6 separate regions of the Sus scrofa genome follow, and regions 1, 2, 3, 4 and 5 are each linked to region 6. The links are chromatin contacts, called in public Hi-C, HiChIP or PLAC-seq and promoter capture Hi-C maps. All regions are on one chromosome and are shown on one strand. The core of a region is the stretch at or near the end of the contact, and the rest is flanking DNA. Distances in the headings are between cores, read along the strand shown.

The links. Promoter capture Hi-C pulls out the DNA fragments that hold promoters and counts their contacts. Hi-C and Micro-C count contacts between places; a contact is called where the count stands out from the background. HiChIP or PLAC-seq counts read pairs in DNA pulled down with a chosen protein or histone mark.
Region 1: a Hi-C map of liver shows a contact between it and region 6, with 5 times the contacts expected there. The contact joins the promoter of LMNA here to the promoter of CCT3 in region 6. A contact is called at or near these places in 3 of 47 Hi-C or Micro-C datasets (embryonic fibroblasts, heart right ventricle and liver) and 1 of 2 datasets of contacts at active chromatin or transcription factors (alveolar macrophages).
Region 2: an H3K27ac HiChIP or PLAC-seq map of alveolar macrophages shows a contact between it and region 6. The contact joins the promoter of MEF2D here to the promoter of CCT3 in region 6. A contact is called at or near these places in 1 of 47 Hi-C or Micro-C datasets (liver) and 1 of 2 datasets of contacts at active chromatin or transcription factors (alveolar macrophages).
Region 3: a contact with region 6 is called in a Hi-C map of liver, with 19 times the contacts expected there. The contact joins the promoter of LAMTOR2 here to the promoter of CCT3 in region 6. A contact is called at or near these places in 1 of 5 promoter capture datasets (liver), 6 of 47 Hi-C or Micro-C datasets (embryonic fibroblasts, heart right ventricle, liver and 1 more) and 1 of 2 datasets of contacts at active chromatin or transcription factors (alveolar macrophages).
Region 4: an H3K27ac HiChIP or PLAC-seq map of alveolar macrophages shows a contact between it and region 6. The contact joins the promoter of SEMA4A here to the promoter of CCT3 in region 6. A contact is called at or near these places in 1 of 5 promoter capture datasets (fetal skeletal muscle), 1 of 47 Hi-C or Micro-C datasets (embryonic fibroblasts) and 1 of 2 datasets of contacts at active chromatin or transcription factors (alveolar macrophages).
Region 5: a contact with region 6 is called in a promoter capture Hi-C map of liver, with 2.7 times the contacts expected there. The contact joins the promoter of GPATCH4 here to the promoter of CCT3 in region 6. A contact is called at or near these places in 1 of 5 promoter capture datasets (liver) and 1 of 47 Hi-C or Micro-C datasets (liver).

The regions. Positions count from the first base shown.
Region 1 is chr4:93,924,948-93,927,647 of Sscrofa11.1, forward strand. LMNA (lamin A/C) reads right to left here and starts at 1,337. Exons shown (of 13, transcript NM_001111257.2): 1 at 1,235-1,337.
Region 2 is chr4:93,580,239-93,583,021 of Sscrofa11.1, forward strand. MEF2D (myocyte-specific enhancer factor 2D) reads left to right here and starts at 1,325. Exons shown (of 12, transcript XM_021089672.1): 1 at 1,325-1,678.
Region 3 is chr4:93,974,305-93,977,004 of Sscrofa11.1, forward strand. It overlaps LAMTOR2 (late endosomal/lysosomal adaptor, MAPK and MTOR activator 2), which reads right to left and starts at 1,257. Exons shown (of 4, transcript NM_001243627.1): 1 at 982-1,257; 2 at 513-675. The coding sequence starts at 1,049. UBQLN4 (ubiquilin-4) reads left to right here and starts at 2,082. Exons shown (of 11, transcript XM_003125701.5): 1 at 2,082-2,283. The coding sequence starts at 2,176.
Region 4 is chr4:93,891,493-93,894,289 of Sscrofa11.1, forward strand. SEMA4A (semaphorin-4A) reads right to left here and starts at 1,503. Exons shown (of 15, transcript XM_021089686.1): 1 at 1,428-1,503.
Region 5 is chr4:93,484,966-93,487,665 of Sscrofa11.1, forward strand. GPATCH4 (G-patch domain containing 4) reads left to right here and starts at 1,400. Exons shown (of 8, transcript NM_001243353.1): 1 at 1,400-1,474.
Region 6 is chr4:93,732,628-93,735,327 of Sscrofa11.1, forward strand. It overlaps CCT3 (chaperonin containing TCP1 subunit 3), which reads left to right and starts at 1,340. Exons shown (of 14, transcript NM_001244180.1): 1 at 1,340-1,495. The coding sequence starts at 1,465. It overlaps TSACC (TSSK6-activating co-chaperone protein), which reads right to left and starts at 2,402. Exons shown (of 4, transcript XM_013996980.2): 1 at 1,684-2,402; 2 at 126-185. The coding sequence starts at 162.

The DNA of each region.
Region 1 (2,700 bases), core at 87-2,586, 190 kb after region 6:
TCCCCTGAGCCACAACAGGAACTCCCTAGAGTGCTTGGAGGGAGGGTCCCTGTCTTATTCATTCTTTGATCACAGGGTCAAGTACTAAACACCTGTTGAACTGCTGAGTCACTCCTGCACAGGTGGTATGGAAGGACCTGGCTGTTCTTTAAGTAGCTGCCACATACCAGGCACTGGGCTAGGGGCCATGTGGGGCTGATCCCACTTCATCTTGACTTCAGCCTTATGAGGAAGGTATTATTATCTGCATTTTATATACCAAAAACCCAAACTCCGAGAAGTTGACTAATTGACCTAAGATAGTCCAGCTGAGTAACTGCCTTCTTCCCATCCGGACCCAGCTAGATGGAATGATGCAGGCTTAGAACAATTAGCTTGGCTTAGTTTAGCTGGGAAGGCCCTCAGAAGGAGCGTGTTTGATGGCCTTTTGTAAAGCCAGTGAACCCCTCATTTGAATGAAATTTCACCCCAAAAGCCCAATATACTAAATGACAGAGGCAGAGTCTCTCTAGCAGGGAAGTTTAGGGACCCCTGCCTGGTGATCCTTTGCCCCTCCCCTAAGAGGCCCCCAGGGCTCTGAGAATTAAACCCCTCTCTTTACAAAGTGGGCTTCTCAGGCTGGAGAAGCTAAGATTTGCCCAAACACAGCCAGAAACCCCCAAATAGTACTCGGACCCTATTTCACACTACTGTAGGAGACAGGACATCACTCTGGACATACTGGAAGGGGCTAATCGACCTCAAGGGATGGGCATTATCGCTACCATGATGAGGCAGGGGTTGCAGGGGTCAGTGTAGGGCTGGCTATCTTCCCTGGGTGCTCCAGCCAGGCCAGACAGGGCCGCTAGATAATGAGCACAGAACCAACCCTTTACACTTCACATTTGGCTGGGCAGGTCTCCCAGGTGTCATCTTTTCACAATCCAGATTACTACCTTAACCCTCTCAAACCTCTCTGAGATGCACAAAGCAAACACCATGATGCCCATTATACAGATACGGAGATTGAGACTTGGGCCAGGTTAACTGATATGCTCCAGGCCACACAACAAGAGACAGAAGCAGGTCCCAAACTCCAGGGATTTGCCTCCAGGTTAACTACATCCCACCTCCCTTCAGTCCAGACCCCAAAGGAGCTCCATCCAACAGCAAAATCCGAGAGTCTGCCCAGGAGTCCCTGCCCGACATTCCAAACCCCATCCCCCACTCAAATGGGCCCAGAGAGCCGCCCCACCTGTGAGCCTCAGGCTTCCTGGAACCGTCACAATACACACCAAAATACTGCCACGGTACACACCAGACAAGAGCCAAAGAGGAATTCCGCAGTGACTTCGTCCTCTCTGCTCCCTATCTCCCAGCTTTGGCCCCGCCCCACCTGGTGAGGGTGGGGGAGGGGAGGTAGACGTAGGAAGGGGCGGGGCCCCGGAGACGTGGGCGGAGCCAAGGGGACGGGGCTTGTTCCCTCCAGGGCAGATCGGTTCGGGCTGGTAGGGCGACTCCGGACTCCGGCGGGGTGGTTCCTCTCCCGCCCCCCCGCCCCCGCCGCCCGGAGGCGGGCAGTGCTGACGGCTGGTTCTGACGCAGGCGCCTGCGTGTGGGCGGCTGCCTGTGAGTCTGTGTGTGTCTGTGTGTGTGTGGTTGCCGGGGCCTCCCGGGTCTCCTAAATGGGGGTTTCCTCTCCCTGTTGCCAAGGAAACAAACAGAAGCGCCACAACTCCAGAACTGGGGCCGGCGAAAAGGGTCCCCAAGCCCTAGGCGCCGAGAGGCTTCCAGGAAGTGAGGCAGAAAAGGATCCCTGTTTCCCCCCCCACCCCCAGTCCAGGTGCTGAGCAAACGTTACCCAATGTGGGGCCTGAAACTAGTGGCCACCTGTCCTGTTTGCAGAGCACTGAGGAGTTTCCTAGGACAAGGGCCTTGCAGTGCTCAAACCCGAACAGTTCCTGGCAAAACCGGACAGTTGGTCTTCCTAAGTGTCCATCCAATTTTTGTGGGGAGGCTCTATCTTAAAAATATGAGAATATCTTTTACAGATTTCACACAGATAAGTGAACACGTGGAAACCTGGTCAGGCTCCTCTAAGGGTCTTGGGAAGGCCTGTGCCACTGTGGATCCCTGAGCTTCACCTTGCTTAGCCTCACCATAAAACCAACCTGGGTTCCCAGCCCCTGCAGCCCCTAAGTTCCTCAGGGTCCCCTTCCAAGGCTAGCCCTTGGCACTCACCCCAGGGAGGTCAACTGGGAAAGCAAATTCTCCCCGGGGAGGATGGTGGTTAATCTGCAGGAGATTTCCTGATGGGGGAACAGATCAAAGGGCACTTCTGGATTAGTGGCGGCCACGTGTGGCAGGTGGATGGGCAGGGCCTTGGCCAAGGTCAGGAGCTCCTGGAGGGAGACTCCATGGGATGGAAGGGACTGCCTTGGGCCAGTGCTTCATCAGTCATTGCTTAGAAGCCAGAACTTCAGAGCTGGGAGGAGTCTAAGGACATCATGCAAGCCAACCCCCTCCTTTCTAGACCTGCCTTGATCCAGCTCCCCAGATTCCCCTGTCCCACTATCCCTATGCCAGCCCACAGGCTAGCCCCAGAGTAACACCCCAATTGCCCTCTTTGTCTAGTAAATCCAAAGCTTACAGGGCTCCCTGAGAGCCCACTTCACTTTGGCCCTTGACCCCTGAGTGGCAGGTAATGGGGGAGCCACTGGA
Region 2 (2,783 bases), core at 75-2,574, 150 kb before region 6:
TTATGAGTTAGGTACTATTATCATCGCTGCTATTTTACCTATGAGGATCATGAGGTACAGGGAAATTAAGTAATGGGCCTGTGTTCCCGGTTAAAAAATGGCGGAATAAGGATGTGAACTAAAGTAGCTTGACTACTCCAAAACATGCTACCTCTTTATATATTAGCCTCTTCAGCACTCAACCTGGATCATTAAGCCTTGATCCAGTAAATCAGACCCAGCCAGGTAGAAATCGAGGTGTGTGAACTGAGTGCCCTTCTGTTCTGCGAGGGTCTTTAAGATCCAAGCCAAATTCCATCATTTCCTCAAGCTTCAGGTAGAAAGCAGACATTGGGGCAACAGGGATGCTGGAGAGGAAGTCTGACAGGTCGCTTGTCCAGTAGGCATGGCACCCACACTCCTGTGGTAGGGCAGAAGATTCGCCACACCCTGGAGCAACCAGGAATTACAAATTTTTTTAAACATCTACTACTGTTTCTTTAATGAGATGCTTTTGGGCGTTTCCTGTGCTGGGGGAAATTAGGGTCACGCCCCTTTAAATTGCCCCCCTCGGCTGTAAGTGCTCTGGAGCCTCAGGCACTGGGGATTAGGTCACCCACGAACTATGAGCTGTCGCTTTAAATTGCTGGGCGTCTGCCCAGCCGGGCCCTGGGAGGGGAGGGGGCCTCTCACAGGTAGAGGGAGCAAACGAGCTCTCCAGGTAACCCCCCAGAAAAGAACGGGTCCCTTTAAGTGAGGCTTCGGCTCACACTAAGTGAAGGAGATAAAATCTTTTCAACACTTAGTGTCTACCCTTAATTTATCTACTTAGATTCCCACCTCCCAACTCTCTAGGGGCTTGGGGGTTGGGGGGGAGCTGTCGAGGTAGCGTGTGTGTAAGTGTGTGTGCGCGAGTGTGTGTGAGTGTGTTTGGGGGCGGGGGCGGGAAGTATGTGCCCAGTCGGCGGAACCTCCCCGGAAAGGACCTCTTCGAGCGCATGGTGGCAGCAGTACTAGGCGGCCGTCCGGACAGCTCGAAAGGGGCACCACGGGCGCGGGCCGATCCCCTTAGAGGCCTCTGGGTCTCGCCTCCCTACTTTGCCTCGCTCGGTCGCTTCCTCGCTTCCTCCCTCCCTCCCTCCTGGCTGGCGGAGGGATCTGCCTCTCCCAGCGCCGCAGCCTAGCTTGGGAGGGCGCTGGGGTGGGGGCCGACCCGGCCCGGCCCGGCCGGCCCGAGGGAAGCGAGGGGCGGGGCCGCGTCCCCGGGACCGCCCCTGCTCCGGCCCCGCCCCTCCGCCCCCACGGGTTCCTCCCATTGGCCCCCCCGCCTGTCCATCACCCCCGTTCCCCCCACCCCTCAAGCTAGGCTGAGCTGTGCCTACGTCGGCCTCGACTCCCGGGGGCTGGAGGAGTTACCTTTGGAGCTCGAAAGGAGGAAGGAAGCAAAATATCAACAACAGCCGAGGCGGCTCGGGCGCTCGGCCCCAGTCCCTCGCCTGCCGGCCGCCCGCCTGCCCGCCCTCGCGCCCACGACGGGGGCCCAGGCCCCCCGGCGCAGCCCAGGGCCCGCGCGGACGCCGGCCTCATTTATTATTCCCCCCGCCCGGAGCTGCGGCTTCCAGGTGCTGAAGAGCCCCAGGACTAGGGGCGAGGGCTACCCCCTCCCAGCCGTGACATCCCCCTTCCCCCAGCGGGGCCGGTGAGTAGAGAAAAATAATGCTCCTGCCGCTTTAAGAGGCCCCCTCCCCCACCCCATCCTGGGGTTGGGGTGGAGGGTGGTCTAGACCGTCCCCCTGAGAGGTGGGATGGGGTGGCCTCTTGGGTTTGGGAGGAACTCGCGGAGCGGGCTGTGTTTTCTTGTGGCGTTGGTGGAAGATTACATGGGGGACTGTTTGGGTGAGGGAGTCGGCTGTGGGGGACAAGTGGAGTGGGCTGTAATTCCCTTGGGTGTTGGGGTCGGGGTGGGGACGGGTGGCTTGGGGGCGCGCCGGTCTGTTGGTGTCCGGGGGTTAAGGCGGCCTCCGAGCGGTCTGGGAAGGGGCGCCATCCTCAGAGGGGGTCTCCGGTGACAGCCGGGAGCGACTGACATTTTAACAGCCGGCCCTCCCTCCCTCTCCCTCCTCGAGCCGCCTGTTCCCTCCTCCTTGGCCCGAAATGGTGCAGAAGGGGGCCTGAGAGGGCGGCGGGAGGGTGGGGGCGGGGGGAGCCGCAGCTGTTTGGGAAGCGGGGGAGGGAGGGGGGATGTTGTTCAGATGACACCGGGGTGGTGGGTTGGGGTGTGTGAGTGTGTGTGTGTCCCGGGCCCGGGTTTGCCCTGTGCCTGTGGAGTTGGCACTCAGAGTTAGCACGGAGGTGGGCACGCAGGACCCTTTCTTGGGACCTCCTAGCCTGCCTCCGAGACCCCTGCTCTGGTTTGTCTGTGGCCCCAGCTGGAGAACCCCCGGCCAGAAGTTTGCAGCTGTTAAACATCTGGGCAAGAGTTCTCCAGTCCGAACTGGGTTGGGAGTGGGGGTCCAGGGAGTGAGGGGCTTTTCGGAGGGTGGGCCGAGGAGACTAAGATGCATGTAGTCTCTTACCCTCCTGCCAACCCCTTTTCTGTCAGGTTTGTTCTTACGGGGTCTCCCTTCCCCTAGTGATTCTAGCTGATCTCTCAGTGGCCTCCTGAGGTCTCTCCCCAATGAAAGGAGGGCTCCTGAGTGTGGGCCCCCTTGGAGCCACTGACTAGGTTATCCCAGGTTTGTCCTTTGAGTAGGAGGTTCTCCCTGCCTCCTCTTAAGCAGCCCATTGTTGATGGGTTGGGGGAG
Region 3 (2,700 bases), core at 7-2,506, 240 kb after region 6:
CAGGTTCTGTTCCCAAGAAATTCAGTCTAATGGCGCTTCCTCTTTCTGGACTTTATCTCCTTTTTCTGTAAACTGAAGGAACTGGACTAGGGTCTGGACACTTTGCCATGCTTCTGAGTCTGAGAATCTCAGATGACAACACTTTGTGTCTGCATATCACTCTACAGTTTACACCTACCCTTTCATTTGATCACAACAACCCTGTGTGCGTGATGTGGTGGTGGGGATTATTTTCACACTGGAGATGTGGTAAAAAAGCTTGTGACTTACCCAAGGTTCCACAAATGGCAAGTGGCTGGCTGAGACTAGAACCCAGCCAGACCTCGGGTCCAATACTCCTTCCTCATCACCACTTGATACATAGGGTCCTGCCTATTATAAATGCTGCTGCAGACCAACTCTTAGTAATCTTCCAGAAATCCTGTCCCTGGGCCCCAACCATCCAGGATGGGGTCCAGGGTGCCCCTTGGGGGTCCCCTTAGGGACAGAGGAAATGGCTCCCCTCTCCATACCATGCAGTCCATGAGGATGAATTTGAGATTGTCTTCGTTAAATGCTTGGTTCCCGTTCCGGTCGTAGGCCGCCCAGATGTTACTGGCGATGGCTGCAGTGACTCGGGCGTCCGTATCCCCGTAACCAGAGTAGGCCAACAGAGATCCCTCGTTATTCAGCAGCCTGGAAAAGCATCAGAACGGATATCAACGTGCTCAGGATGGGGAGTAAAATACCTGACTTTCCATCCCAACTCGCCCACCGGCGCTCCTAGAAAGCAAGGGTCTGGGTTGAGTGTGTCCTAGAACATGCCCCAAACACCCAGCACGTCAGTTTCTCTTTCAAGAGTGGCCCTCTCGCCGGTTCACCCAAAGGCTGCCCCCTCTGCCACCTCCTCCCTTCCCAGAGAGCCTTCCCCACCCCTCCCTCGGAGAGCCGCGCGCAGCCCCACTCCAGTGCTCGCCGCTCGGCCTCTCGGTCCGCACTCACAGGGTGCTCTGGACACCTCCAGTGTTAGCTTGGCTTAGCACCTGGGTCAAAGCCTTGGGACGCAGCATGCCTGTGGCTCCTAACCCTGGGCTTTCACAACCTGATCCCGGAGTTTCCTATAACTGGCCTCCGCCTGCCGCTTCCCGTAGTCCAGCTGCCCGGCTCCAGAACTCCTGGGAGTTGTAGTTTCCTGGCCTGACTGTGCGGTTCTGACTCAACCCCGCCTCACCGCGGGGGGCGCTGGGAATTGTAGTTCCTCGAAGCTTCGCGAGGCACCCTGGGAACTACAGTTCGCCTTTCCAGTGAGACCACGCGGTTATGGGGGAAAAGAGCGGGAGTAAAAGGATAGTGGCAGTACTGGAAGGACATTTAACCCTCTCGGGCAGAGGAGTCATATCTGCTTGACAATCCACGATTCAGTAATTAAAAGAAAACAAAATTCCTATACTTGTCAGGCATACCTTGGGTTACTTCTCAAAGCAATTTTCTACATTATGCATAATTCTGTGAGATGAGGAGATAGATGCTATTGAGGAAATAGGCTCAGAAAGGCCATGCAGGCAAAAATCCAGGTCTCTGGAACTGTACTGAATAGACTTCTTGGAGGCCGCTACCCTCAGGGGAATTAAGTCAATCCTACAGAAGAGGTTTTAGGTAGATATCCAGAAGTGGAAAATTCAGCCTCCAAGTCGGGAGAAGCCTCAGGCCTGGAAAGGATTTGGGCTTTCCAAGAAAGACCAGTTATCATAGGGAACGGAGATAAAGCGGCGACACAGAAAGTCCTTTGTCCCGGAGAAAGAGTTAGTCGCGGAGGGGGCGGGTAGCTTTGGGCCCGGGGGCGGGGGGTTGGCACCTCAGCGCGACTCGGACCGGCTACCACGGGCGGTGGTCTCTCCCGGAGAGTTTGCTTCCCGCCCCTGTCCGGAGCAGCCCCTTTGGGGGCCGCCGCCCAGCAAGGCCCTGCCCAGGCTGCAGACCCCGGGCTCGGCCCTGGGCGGACCCCGCTGCAGTGGCCCCCCCGGTCCGCCCGGGGCGCTGTGGCTGCGGCTGGTCCGGAGGGGGCGGTGAAGCCTTGGGGAGGGGAGGGGAGAGGGGAGTGTTGGAGGCGCCGGAGCCGAGCACCGCCGGGCGGGCGGGGAGGAGGAGGAGCCGGGGCGGGCTGGCGGGCGGCCGGGTGGCGGCGGCGGCGGCGGCATGGCGGAGCCGAGCGGGGCCGAGACGAGGCCCCCGATTCGGGTCACCGTCAAGACCCCTAAGGACAAGGAGGAAATTGTGATCTGCGATCGAGCCTCGGTCAAGGAGGTAGTACGGGTGGTGGGGATTGGGGGGGTGCGGAGGAGTGGTCTGTGAAGAGGGGGGTGTCTCTGAGACCGTCGGGCGTATGGGAGGGCCGGGGAGAGGAGGGCGGGGGCCCAGCAGGCACTCGGGGAAGCGGGAGGGAAGAGGCGGCGGGTAGGGGGCGTCCTGCGAGGTCGATCCGGGGTAGCGTGGCGCGTGTTTGGGAAGGGAGGCCGGGGTTTGCCTTGTGGCCTGGTCTGGGGGCGTGGTGGAGTTGGAAGAGGACACCTTGCACAGGCAAGGGGGAAGGACCCTGTGTTGGAGAGGAGTGTTTGCGCCGCTTACTAGCGGGGGTTCGAGGCGCTGAGGCAGGGTGGGAGCCGGGCAAGGTGCGGAGGCCGGATAGTGGGCGCGGGGCGCAGGCGAGGAAAGCTCCAGGCT
Region 4 (2,797 bases), core at 253-2,752, 160 kb after region 6:
AAGGAAGTGAGTGTGCTGTTGCAGGCCCAGGGCAGAGGGTTTTACAGGCCAAGCCTGCTTCCCCTTTAGGTCTGGGTTGGGGCAATGGGTGAGCATTTCTGTCTGGGGCAGGGCAAGAAGGACATGGGCTGAAAGCAGAAGTGGACTCTGAGCAGAACTGCTATCACATTCCCACCACTTCCTGACACGCCATCCTCTGTGCCCTCAGCTCCGAGGCCTTGGGGACTAGTGTGCCTACTTCAGGCTCTTCTCCCTCAGGACTGGGACCCATGGCAGGAGGGGAAGGGCTGACTTGCAATCAGGTGGCAGGGACACTGAACTAGGACTGTAACAGGAAGTTGGACTGCAGAAAGCCTTTACACCTGGGGTGGGGGGGGTCCTTGGGTCCCTGCCCCGAGTCCCTTCCCCTTTAGGGGAACTGGGCCCAGTCCTGCCACAGAGTGGCAGAACTAGAACAGGCTACATTTGCAAAATAAACCAGGGGAGTAGAGTAGAGGAGTCTACAGGCCCCCGGGCTCCACTTCATTCCAGGTTACCCAGCTGGGCTTTTGGGAGCCTCTCCTGGCTCTGATATGTGGAAATCAAAATATCCAGGAAAGAAGTTCCCGTTGTGGCACAGCAGAAACGAATCCAGAAACACGGTTTCAATCCCTGGCCTCGCTCAGTGGGTTAAGGATCCTGTGTTGCCATGAGCTGTGGGGTAGGTCGTGGATGCGGCTCAGATCCCGTGTTGCTGTGGCTGTGGTGTAGGCCAGCAGCTGCAGCTCCGATGATTTGACACCTAGTGTGGGAACTTCCATATGTCTCGGGTGCAGTCCTAAAAACAAACAAACAAACAAAAAGCAAAAACTTCCAGTAAAGAGCTAAGTTGTCTTGTTGAGGGGGGCAGGGACTTAGACCCGGGTGCTGGCCAAGGCTGTAGTTACAAAGTTGCTGGGGTGAGCTGGACACCCAAGTTCCCATGTCTAGTTGTCTGGGGTAGAGAAGGACAGAGAACCTTTCTGCAGCCTAACCTCTATTTCTCCTGCCATGACCCACACAACTCCATTTCCTCTGGTTTGCTCAGCCTCAGTTTCCCCATCTGTGGAAGACAAGGGGTCAGGATCCTATGTCTTTAATTTCAGGAGACGCAGGGGGGTGGTTGAATGGAGGTTAGCAAATGAAGGTCCCAGAAAAATACGAAGGGGGAGTGGAGGGTGAGGAGACCCAGGCATCCTGCCCTCTAGTCACTGTCCCCCAAGATCCTTAGGGCTGCCCTACCCGCTAGTCTGAGGCCCAAGCATCCTCCCAGAGGGCTCCCTACGTTATCCACTGGAGTTGGCACACAGATAGTTCATGTCCACAGCGCTAGGAAACTGGCCTCCCGCCTCCCCTCCACCCCACCCTGGGGACCGAGGTCCCCCTTCCCCACCCCTTTCAAGCCTTACCCCCAGCCCAGCAGTGGAGACCCTAACCCAGGCGTCCAAGGCTTCCAGCAGAGTCTGTACCGGGCAAGGGGCGGAGCAGAGGCGGGCAGGGCAGGGGGAGGGGGTGGGGGCCCTGCCAGCCCCCTCTGGTGCCCCAGTTCCCAGGCAGCTCTTAAAGGGACCAAGGAGAATTAGCCAGGGGCGGCTTAAGGGGGTAGAGGTAGAGAAAAGTGGGTGGCAGGGAGAGGATTAAGTCTGCCAGGGACAGGAAGGCCAGAGTGGGGGGTCCTGACACATCCTCTAGTCTTCTGGAAACCTCTAGACTCCTCAGTCTAGCCTGTCCCATGCGACACCCATCTTGACCACCCAGCCTATGATTACCACCCCCTCGAATCCTGGCCCCTATTCCTCTTGGGCCCTTGCCCACTTCCTCCCCTCCTCCGCCATATTCGTGTCACCTCAGTCTCCGGTGAGAGCTGCCAGCTGGCACTGACTGGTACTAAGCACGGAGAATCAGCCCAAGGATTGTAAGGGCCTGAGGCCCCGGGGGGGTGGGGGGGGAGCCAGCACCTCAAGGTCAATCTAGGGGGTGGAGGGTGGGGGCAGGTGGCACCTTCCTCTCCCAGCGGCCTCTCCATGTCTTCATCTGCTGCCCCTCTGGGTAGGAGCACTGAGACACCCGGGAGGCTGAGTGACAAAGGGTCCCTGCTCAGCCCCTCCCTCTCCCATCCCTGAGAGGCTATAGAAAAGGAAAATGACTTATCCAGTTACTTCTGGCCATGGAGGGGCAGGGGCAGCTGAGAGATATACACATATAAGGAGAGGGAAAAAGAAGTGGAAATGAAAGATAGCCGTGAGCAAGCGTGAAACCTCAGTTCTCATATCACTCAGCCTCAGACCAAAAATCCCCCCTGGCTCCCTCATGCCCATGGAATTTTTTTTTTTTTTGCCTTTTGTCTTTTTAGGGCCAAACCCACAGCATATGGAGGTTCCCAGGCTAGAAGTCCAATCGGAGCTGTAGCAACTGGCCTATACCACAGCTCATGGCAACACTGGATCTTTAACCCACTGAGCGAGGCCAGGGATCGAACCCACAATCCTCATGGATACTAGTTGGATTTGTTACCACTAAGCCACAGTGGGAACTCCCTATTTTATTAAATTTAGTCAGAGAAGGCTTTACTGGCTGGTGACATTTGAATAGAGACCTGAAACAAGCAGATATGTGATAGGAAACGTGGTCCAGGCAGAGGAAAACATTAGTGTAAATGTCCTGAGGCAGGTGTGTGCTTGGTGTGTTCTAGGAATTACCTGGGCAGTCACTGCAGCTTGAGTGGAGTGAGCATGAGGGAGAAGAGTGAGAAACCAGGTGGGGGTCATCTTGCCTGGCT
Region 5 (2,700 bases), core at 150-2,649, 250 kb before region 6:
TAGCTGCCAGCCTACAGCACAGCCATAGCAAGGCAGGATCCAAGCTGTGTCTGCAACCTACACCACAGCTCATGGCAACGCCAGGTCCATAACCAGGGATCCAACCCATGTCCTCATGGATACTAGTCGGGTTAGTTTGTTCTGCATCACAACAGAGAAACTCCCACAAGTAGCATATTTTGAAAGTAAAATTAGGAGTTCCCGTTGTGGAACAGCGGAAATGAATCTGACTAGGAACCATGAGGTTGTGCTTAGATCCCTGGCCTTGCTCAGTGGGTTAAGGATCTGGCGTTGCCTTGAGCTGTGGTGTAGGCTGCAGATACTGCTCGAATCCTGTGTTGCTGTGGCTGGGGCATGGGCTGGCAGCTACAGCTCTGATTAGACCTCTAGCCTTGGAACCTCCATATGCCCTGGGTGCAGCCCTAAAAAAACAAAAAAAAAACCAAAAAAAAAAAAAGGACCAAAGAAAAAAAAAAGTAAAATTAGTTTTTATGGAAAAAAATCTTATGGGGATGAGGGAGTATGAAAGACTGAGCAATTATTACAAGGTTTTACTAGGAAATAGCCTTTGAAGTTCTGGGGGGGGTGGAGGTGGGGCAGGAGCACTAAGTTACTGTGAATTAATGAAAACGAGGGATTCTTCTTTTCAGATTTTATTCTTGGGTGGCTTAGTTAAGCCTTGGAACAGTCTGTGGTAATGAGAGCGTGTGCAGCCTCTCTTGTTGATTTCCTGGCAGTAGGTTCTTTCCCTCCTCTGATCAAGGGATCCTCATACTTGACAAGGCAAGTCCAAACACCTCAGCCTGGTATGGATTCCAGGATCCTGCCTCTCTTTTCAGTCCCACTCGTGGTCCCAACTTTGCTTGGGCTATACTAGGTGCTCCCCGAAGTTAGGGCTCGAGTCTTATGCATCTTTGAATCACTGGTACCAAAGGGGCAGGTCCTGGCATACGGTGGTGAGTCAAAACGTGATAAACCTACTGAAACTTCTCTTCTCTAGGATTTTATAAATAACTGTTTTCCCACAGGCTGAGTATTCATCCCCCCAAACCACCTCAGAGGTACTACCTCCTCTGCCTCTACGAACCTCTCAGGCCACTCTCGGTGCTTCCCCCTAAAGTTTTCCTTCCTCCTATTTGTGTCTGGGACGAGACGGTGTCAGACGGAAGGATCAGGATCCCAAGTGAGCCGGTTAGGGGTGAAGTCCCGTGGCCGCTCAGGGCCTACAGGGAAGAAGCAGGACACCTCCCAAATCTCTAGAACTGGGCGCGCTCTGGGGCTGAGTTTCTATGACAACCATACAAGTACGTGGGCCACGCAAAAGTACTTTCCGGAGGACCACGGCGACTTTGCTTCCCGCGAGCATCTCTATGGTTTCCACCGCCTAGAAGGACTGAAACGCACTTCCGGGAAGATGGCGGCGCGCAAGATGTCGCTGGCATGTGTTTTTGCGGAGAGGACCTTGCAAATGACGGTAAGGAGCTGTAGTCCCCCAGACGGTGGCTGTCGGAGCCCGGGCTCAGAAGCAAATGTGAGAGCAGGAAAGTAGTTTCACCAAAGCGAAACTGCGGTAGGAGGGCTAGAATTTAGATCTCAAGAGGAAGGAGGTCTAGGGAAACGGTAGCTGGCTGTTTGGATCTGCTCTAAAAATTGTGGACCTGGGCCCCTTCTCCAGAAAACTCAGGTTAACTGGAGAGAAAACAGTTCCTGAACGTGCAGTCGCTGCCTTCACAAAGACTGCGGCGCAGAGCCTGGGATCTAGTTGCTTTTGTCCACAGTTATCCATTCTGTTAAGGCAGTTTCCACCTGTGTCCTTCAGTTCAGCGAATAACGACGGAACGCATTCTCTGTTCTCGGAGCTGCATTAGAAGCACCGGGGTTGGGGAGTAAAACCAGGGCATATAGTTTCGAATTACTGTGAAGAGGGACAAGCTGTGGTAAAGTCCTACAGTGTAAAGCACTAATGGCTGTCAGACTGAGGACCCTAGTGATTAAGAATGTCAGTTCTGGGATGCCTGAGATCTTAAATCTGCTACTTACCAGCTGTTTCATTTGGACAAGTAATGAAACGTCTCAATGCCTTTTCCTCATTTGGAAATGAAGGTAAAAATGCCTCCTCATAGGGTTGTTGAAATGAGGTAATGTGTGTGAAGCTGGCATTGAATGAATGCTGAAATGTTAGTTGTTGTTGAATCTGCGGCCTGATGGAAATAACTTCTGAGAAGAGGCAGAGCCTCGAGGTGGCCTTAAAGACCTCAGTGTTTGAACTTGAATTCTCTTGCAGTATCAAGAAGCAAGATAGGGCCATTTCTTCACTCAGTGTTTTTCTGTTGGGACTCTCAAGATCTCATTTAGGTTTTCAGGTAACCATCCTTCACAGTAGAAATATGAACAGACATGTGAGTCATCCTAAATTTGCTCCTCTTCCTATCTAACCAGACTGGTCATCATTCTTAGGCCTAATACGGAATATTTGGGAGGAGTGACTTAACGATGTGTCTGATTTCCCCCCACCCCCCCAAACTAGGATACTTCCTAGACCTTCTTAAACACAAATGAAAGTTTTGGCCTTTGGAGTTGTCATTTGGGGAGGCTAGAGGATTACTCCAGTAGTGCCATTAATTGGCTTTAAAAATGGTCTGCAATGCTTGTAATAAATGATCTTAACACAACTTCATTTAAGTGACTCAGGTCAGCAGT
Region 6 (2,700 bases), core at 90-2,589:
GGCCAGGGATCGAACCTGTGTCCTCATGGATACTAATCAGATTTGTTCGTTTCTGCTGAGCCACGACGGGAACTCCAATCAAAGTCTGGTTTTAAGGGAAAGGAAGCAGGGCCTCTGACACACACCTCTTCTGTTAGTAGGATGACTAGAATGCTGCTCCATCTGAACACCTACAGGTGTGGTGCCTGGGAAAGAATCACAACATCACATGACCAACAACCCATGCTATTATTTTACTATTAACAATTTCATATAAGTTCTCCCCAGCACATATCAGGCTGCTCCAGTTTGGGAAGGAAAAAGTATGAAAGGGTGTGTACTGTTCTATTTTATGGCCAAACATAAGTAACTGTTCTTGAATTGTTCGTGCTCTCATCCTTTCACTAAAAAACAAAACAAAACAAAAAACTGTTTCTAGTAATGTTTCTTTTCTCTGGACAAAACAGTACTTTAACTACGCCCAAACTTTAAGCGTCTCCTAAAAATGTGGGCAAATACTGTGTTCTCCCCTAGTTTTGATTTCTGCGGGATCAGCCCTTTTCCTATCCTGTAAGGTAACTTAAAAACTCTGGTTCTCCAACATCTCTAATGGACCAGTAGCTGAGGGCATGAGGAGGGCAGGGGAAAGAATGGACACGGATAAAGAAAATCTGAGAGCACTAGAGGAAAACACTTGAGAAAATGTTTTACATAGGATAACTCGAGGGGTCGGTAAGCCAGCACTCTCAGGTACCATTCACGGCCTCAATAGATAGTATTTGCCTAAGAGGGAAAGGTCCATGCATAGGAACGAGTCAGAGGCAGTAAACCACAACTCCCAGCGTGCCCAGAAGGCTAGTTACCGCCCAGCTCAGTCTGATCGGACTACAACTCCCATTCCACCCCGCATCAAAGGGGCCAGGTGTTCTCTCAACTGCCGGTTTAGGTCCCGCCCCTTCTAGTCCTCCCCGTAGCCAAAGCTGGAACGAAAGCATGGAAACTGTCAAGTCATTCTCCACCTTGGCGTCCGAAAGGAGTCGAGACGCATGAGTTTAATGACCTCACCTGCGGTGTTAATGGAAAGCCTCTACCCCAGCACCCACCCTTATAGTTGACACACATGCGCAGTGGCGTTCCGGCCAACTACCCGATCCTTGGCGCTTGCGCCAAGGTTCGCGCCGCACGCGGCCGGGAGCGGCCACCCCATTGCGCAAGCGCCTCTGCCCTCTCATTGCCATCACCGTGCTCTCTCTACCTAGCTTGCCCCGCGTTCTTGCGTAGGGGGCGGGGCTAAGAATGTCAATTGGCCTGTTTCCGTGCCGGTCAGTGAGATGGGTGCGGTGATTGGGGGCGCCCGGGAGGGTAGCGGGGTTGGGTGTAAGCCCTGAGGAGGCAGCGTTTTCTGGGCTTCTCGCTGGTTCTCTCTCTCCAGAAGGTTCTGCCGGTTCCCCCTGCTTTGGGTACCCGGCTCTGCATCGCGCCGCCATGATGGGCCATCGTCCGGTGCTCGTGCTTAGTGAGTTTTGGGAAAGCTGGGGAAGGGACCCCCTCTTCATCTCCCTCTTTCGGCACTTTACAGCCTTGCCTCAGCCCAGTCCCGCCCTGGTCCGGCCCCTGAGCCTTCCAGTCGTTCATTTTGGAAGCCCCTTCTGCTTTCCTGTCTACCCTTAACGTATTCCCATGTCTACACAAACGCAAACTGACCTTTCTCTCTCGAGCCTCATTTTTCCGGGCTCTGGCCTCGGGAAGATGCTTCCCACTCGGCATTCTGTTCTTCACCTCCAACCCCCGCCCTTGCAACCTTCTTTGAGTGATTTTCAGTGTGCAGTTTTGTGACTAACGGCTTTTAAGTTTGGCCTAGCATTTTAACCTTGGCCCATCCCTTAGTAGTGGTGTGGCGTCAGCCACGTTGTTTGATTGAAACGTTTCCATCTTTATTATTAGGATTAACTATTTTCCCGTAAGATTGTGACTCAAGTGAGATAAGTAGAGACAATTGCTTAAAAGAGCGAGTGGTAGCCTTGGTTATTTGTATTTTCAGTAATTGTCCTCTTGAATTTCCATTCTGCAACTTCTGTTCCTCAAGTAACCCTACCTTCCTCACTGGTTTATCTTAGATGTAGTTATTCCCTTGATATCCCCTCCGTGGTAATCTTTCCCACTTACCAACTGAGTTTTCCCACATTTTTCCATTGGGTCTCTTTACCTATGGGGAATGAGTCGCATTTCTGTTGTCTTCCTCGGGTATGTTTCTGTTCTGTGTAATCTCAGCCTTATTAGTCATTTTCCGTCCCTCTCTTATGCGTGTAGAATGCTATCGATTTTCTGTATACCTGGAAAATAACTGTTTGCAAACAAGAATCCACTTAACCCAGAAAAAAAAACCAATTTTTTTCTGATGAATCCAATCAGAAAGGTCCATGCAGGATTTTGGTTATCAGTGCCTGAAATAGGAATCTAAATCCTGAGAACTGTGAATGAATGTTTAGGTTTGATGGGTGGGAAATTTTACAACAAACTGTAGGGAAGTATAATTTGGAGAGAGGAGTGAAATAAACATTCTTTTGATTCAGGTATAGCCATTGAGAGGGCCCTAAGGTGAGTAGTGCGTTGTTCAGCTCTTTTGAGGTCGGAGTTAATCCCTTGCATTAGCGGCCCTAACCTATTAGACTTCCTATTAAAACATGTAGGTCACACTTACTGATGGTCAGTGGGTTCCTG